Regions from separate parts of the Danio rerio genome. Here region 2 is linked to region 1. A link is a contact called in public HiCAR-type data. All regions are on one chromosome and are shown on one strand. The core of a region is the stretch at or near the end of the contact, and the rest is flanking DNA. Distances in the headings are between cores, read along the strand shown.

The links. HiCAR-type assays count read pairs that join an accessible place to other places.
Region 2: a contact with region 1 is called in a HiCAR-type map of caudal fin, with 7 times the contacts expected there. The contact joins the promoter of magi3a here to the promoter of rsbn1 in region 1. A contact is called at or near these places in 2 of 18 Hi-C or Micro-C datasets (caudal fin and an unstated tissue) and 2 of 4 datasets of contacts at active chromatin or transcription factors (caudal fin and embryo).

What each region holds. Positions count from the first base shown.
Region 1 is chr23:29,136,966-29,139,707 of GRCz12tu, forward strand. It overlaps rsbn1 (round spermatid basic protein 1), which reads right to left and starts at 1,375. Exons shown (of 7, transcript XM_021469974.3): 1 at 751-1,375. The coding sequence starts at 1,348.
Region 2 is chr23:29,406,167-29,408,866 of GRCz12tu, forward strand. It overlaps magi3a (membrane associated guanylate kinase, WW and PDZ domain containing 3a), which reads right to left and starts at 1,436. Exons shown (of 21, transcript NM_001365194.1): 1 at 340-1,436. The coding sequence starts at 646.

The DNA of each region.
Region 1 (2,742 bases), core at 125-2,624:
GCACAACAAAAACTTATATGCCTAATTTTTTCGCAGTCAATGTATTTTTTAATGGCATGACTTTCTATGATTTCAACCTCTTTTTAAAGCATTAAGTTGTAAAAGAAACGCATTAAAACTTTTTTAAAGCTGACAGAAATCTTGACATCTTTGTAAGATACTCCAAAGCAAAATCTACATTCATTTACAAACCATAGTGACCCCAGTTTCAGCCACAATTCCGTGAATACTACTGATGTTGTTACTAACTACTTAATATCAATTCTATTTCTTAATCAAGAACACTGGTGGTAGGAAGTTACAATCATAGTACAAAACGGTCCTGTGATAGAGTACAGGCTGATTTCTATATAGAGTACATGACACTGCAATACACATTAAACAATAGCATGGCATTATTATTATTATTGTATGTTGTTAATGAATCAGTATGCTGTTATGCAATCAGTATCAGGGATACTAAACAGTAAACATGAAAGACGAAAGGAGAGCGCCTTTAGTGCTGAGAGACTGAAACAATAAGTTATATTATTAATTTAAAAGCACTCTCGCGGGTGTGAAAACTTTCTTTTTCGCTCATATTGAGCAGAACTGTTCTTCTGCACGTACAGTGAGCTCGTGTGAATGGGGGCGTGCTCGCGCATGGGTTAGCAGCGAGGCTAACGGCACTTTCTCCGCTCACTTCTCAGCTTGGAAGTCAGCCAGAAATGTAAAATGGTTTAGCTCGCGTGTAAACAACGATAAAATTACCTTTCTTTTTCTTGCACTCCCCCACTTTGACGTTAGCCTCGGCGTTTTCCTTCTTGGGCTTAAGTTTGGCGTCCTTCTCGATGTGTTTGGGCTTGTTGTTGAGGGGCTTGGCCTTCGCTACTTTGAGCGGCGTGAAAGTGAACAGCGGGGACGGCGGCTGGACCGTCTTCTGCGGGACGTGGGCTACTGCTGCTCCTGCTGCTGGTGTGACTTTGCGCGGCGGCCAGACCGGAGGTACTTCTTTCTTGGAGCTGTGGTTGTGATGGTGGTGGTGGTGGCGGTGTGGCACGAGTGCCTGCTCTTTGCTGAAGTTGCGCGCTTGGTTGTTCTGTTGTTGGTGCGGTGGATGCGCTCGTTGTTGCTCATGTTGGTGACTGTGTTGGTGGTGATGTAGCTTTATTTTCTTTGCTTCCTTCTCCGATCTCTCACGCTTGTCATCGGGCGGCGAACATTCGCGTTTTTTCTTCTTTTTCTTTTCTTTGGTGGCTTTGTCAAAGCTGTCCCTGCTCTTCTCCTCTACTTTGACGCGCAGCAGATCGACCTGTGCAGCCATTTTGCACGTAAATTTAAAAGGCTTTAAGAGGGACTTTTTGCGCATGTCAACTGGGAGTTGTAGTTCTTGTGCGCGTGGCCAATCGGAGCTCATGCGTTTGTAGTTTTTCCGCTTATAATGCGCATGCGCACAACTTTTAGCTTTGTGGGAAGTGTTGTTTCCGCGATGCCCTGCTTCTTGGGCTGCGTGCGCTGCTGCACGCACCCGTCCGGTGACTGACGTAATGCTGAAGCAGATTCACGGGTCTGGGCGGTTCCGTTTCGCGGAGAGGAGGTTCATTTCTATGCGCTCACAACCAGCAAAACAGCCACAGACAACATCCGGATGGCGATCGTGGTTGCGCGGTCTTAGATTAATATGAGGGGTGTTAGACAGGACGTTGTTTAGCTTTTTATACACGCAATTTTTTGGTTTATTATACATTAGATAGATCAGACAGACGTCTTCGGTTACTGCGGCATGAGCATCGCGTTTTTGAGCCAGGCTGTCTGTCAAATTAAAAATAGCCATGTCAGATTCGTGAACGAGGCGTTCTTGAGAGTCGGATATTTTCAGTCGGATCTAAAACTGATTTGAACGATTCATCACAAGTCGAACTGCATCGGTTCACGATGCTTTTGGGTCAACAACTCGACTGAGAAACAAAGCTTAAAGTATTTATTTGAAGTAGAAATTTACTGATTTGAATAAAAAAAGGGTAATGGTAGCATTTTTAATTGTAAATTAGATTTAGGATCTAAATGACTACAGACTCAATTATGATGTAATTTAGGTTTGTGCATGTTATGACGTAATTACATTTCAATAGAACCGAGTCGCAGAATCGATTTGTCTTTGCCTTTGATGTGAACTCTTCCAAAGTGTTTGTTCACGATGGTTGATTTCCCACTTCTGGTGTTTCCTTATAAGACAATTTCTTTATTATTGTTTTTCTTTGTTACCCTGACAATGCGTTTGTATTCTGTGTCTGTAGTGTCTTAATACTTACTTTATTCTGTTAAATAATAACCGCTAAATAAGTGAGAAAACCATGTTTTTTTTTTGTTTCAATAAGAATAGAGATGTGAATCTTCATTTGTTTCACAATTGAATTTGATCACTATTTAAAGCAGTCGTGTAGCCAGTCTATTGAAAGGGGTGCTTCTTTTTTTCTGAAAAAAGTGGACATTTTTGCAGTTATTCGACTCATTTTCTATTAAATTATGCAATTTAAATACTGCATTTTAGTGACATTTTAAGCACTGTATTTAGCTGGATTAGCTTGTCGGATGGTCACCATATGCACACTTTTTGATGTACCAAAAATTTTCTAATGATTTAGAATAAAGAAGTATGAAGAGGCTATTACTTTTAGGCTAGTTCATGAAACATCACTAGGGGGTAAATAGCAGTCTGTTAAAGTTTTAAATTTAAAACTGAGCTATTGTCATTTATTTGGC
Region 2 (2,700 bases), core at 186-2,685, 270 kb after region 1:
AGGCTCTATGGATGTTAAATGATATAAATCTTTTATAGGATCTTTATTTTGTTTAATGCAATTTAAGCTTTCACAAGGCAGGCACTGGGTCAGTTCGTGATTGGTTGTCTGTTGCTAAACAACACATTGTAACATTGAGCACAAGCTCTGCTAAAAGCGATGCTAACCCACTTTCAAACATACAAAAATGAAACGTAAAGTGGTAGATTATTTGCTTATAAATGCTAGTTTTAAAATGCATAAACTAGCATTTATTTGAGTTTTAAAAAGAAACTTGTGTGTAATTGTAGCGTCACAAACAGATAACTCAGGCTTTAATTAGCAAACAGACAAACTAACCTGGCTTGACAGTCTTCAGACGGAGGGGTTCGCGAAAGTGGCGGATGACGGCGAGGGTGTCTCGGTTTGTCAGTCCGCTGACAGGCGTGCCGTTCACCTCCAGAAGCACATCTCCTGGACCAGGCAGCCTGCCGACATGGCACACTAGCGCGTCCGACAACACCTGTCCCAGGTGCGGGAACTCTCCGTGCTCGGCTCCTCCGCGTATCTCCAACACGGCGCAGAGCTCCTCTGCATTACCCCACGAAACAGCACATTCCTGCACTTTGCTGGACCAGTGTTTCTTCTTCTTCAGCGTCTTGGACATGATTAATCCCTTTCGTACACGAGTCTCTCAAAACAAACTGGTTATTTCCTTATGCAAGCGCGTTTAGAGTGCTAAAAAGCACAGCGGCTTCATTCCCATGTCTTGATGTAAAGGTAAAAAAAAGGTCCTAAAACTTCACAATTGACATCGCTCGGTTGTACTCCCAGTATGGTTCAGTCAAAACGCACGAAATTCATCAGAACTGAGGCACAAGCTCACGCGAAGGTAAAATAGATCATTGCCTTAAAATCTACGCTAGTCTTCAGAGCTCACCAAGAAGTGTGTCGCCAAATGTCCTCGCACGATCCAAACAAACGCTTTCTAGGAGCAAAAGACACGGAAATGGCAATAAACTACCACCGAGGCAGGACAGCCTACTTCATCCAGGCGCATAAAAATAATCTAGCCTCCTCAAATCGCTCGGTAATACCGGCTGATGAATGAAACGCCGTAGAAAAACACTCAGATCCGCGTGTAATCCCTCGCGATCTAGGGCGACTGTTGTTAACTTGGTTTCGCGCACCTGTTCCAATGACATCAGCTACCGGCGCGTTCACGGGAAACGACGAGGAGCAACAATGTATACCTGGATCGGGAATGCACGAATTGCTAGGTCCAGCGTCAGACGACCTTTGATTCTAGTAGAAACGCCCTCTCGTGTGGGCTGTTGTTGTTGTGTGGAGCTGTCAGTGCCCGTCGGTCATTAATTGTAGGTGCAGCTTTGCAACTTTGTAGTCTTTTTTTCAGCTTATTACTTGCGCCAAACCAGAGCAGCGTCTGTCAGTGGCGCACACCGACACCAATGCAGAGTGGACGAAAGCACGGCGGCCAATCAGAGCGAGGGGGCGGGCTTTACCGCACTATTTCACAATGCCAAACATAAAAGCGCCTCTGCTATGCTTAGAGCTGAAAGGACATGGCAACTCTGTTGAGGAAAATTAAGTACTTTAAATGAAATCGCATACCACAGTGTTTCTCAACCACGTTCCTGGAGGATCACTAGCTCTGCACATTTTCCATACCTCCTTACCAAACACACCTGATTTAGATCATTAGCTCATCAGCAGAGACCAAAAGACCTGTCATGGTTGTGACAGACAAGAAGACATCCAAAAAATGCAGGTCGGATGGTCCCTTAGGAATATAGTTGCGAAACACTGGCATGACAAATACCTATAATTCAAATACTATCATAAATCATAAAAGGTAAATGTAAGTATTTTTAATAACTGTTACATACCCTTAATTCTGTCTAGGGGAACACAGGTACACAACATAATAGTAGTCAAAATAGTTAGTGAAGTTTGTTTGTTTGTGTGTGTGTGTGCGTGTGTGTGTGTCAGTAATAATGTCCCATGAGCAACCTCCCAAAAGACTAAACAAACGAAAAATTACCAAAACCCAAACACTTCACAATGCAATTTGAATAAAGCAAGCTTCAAGAGGGAGTTCAAGCCAAATCAACAAATAAAAAGTTCTCTAACTGATAGAAAGGAACTAAATCATCTATTAAAGAAAATCAAAATACCCTCACACCCTTCTAACATTAACAGGAGGAAAAATAATGACAAAAAGAAAAAGGGTAAAGTTTTAATAAAAAACAAAGTAAAGAGTCAATAACAAAGTACTATTGAAAAATGAAAAAATCATAATAATAAAAAAACTTAAATCAATCATTCATTCATTCATTCATTCATTCATTCATTCATGATTCTTTTCGGCTTAATCTCTTTATTAATTTGGGGTCACCATAGCGGAATGAACCCACATTGTATCCATGCATATGTTTTTAAGCAGTGGATGCCCTTCCAGCTGCAACCCATCACTGAGAAACACACTCATTCACTCTCATACACTATGGACAAATTTAGCTTACCCAATTCAACTGTACCACATGTTTTGGACTTGTGGGGTAAACCGGAGCACCAGGAGGAAACCCACACGAACTCGGGGAGAACATGCAAACTCCACAAAGAAAAGCCAACAGACCCAGCTGGGACTCGAACCAGAATTATTTATAATTTATAATTGTTTCATTATAAGCATATCTATAT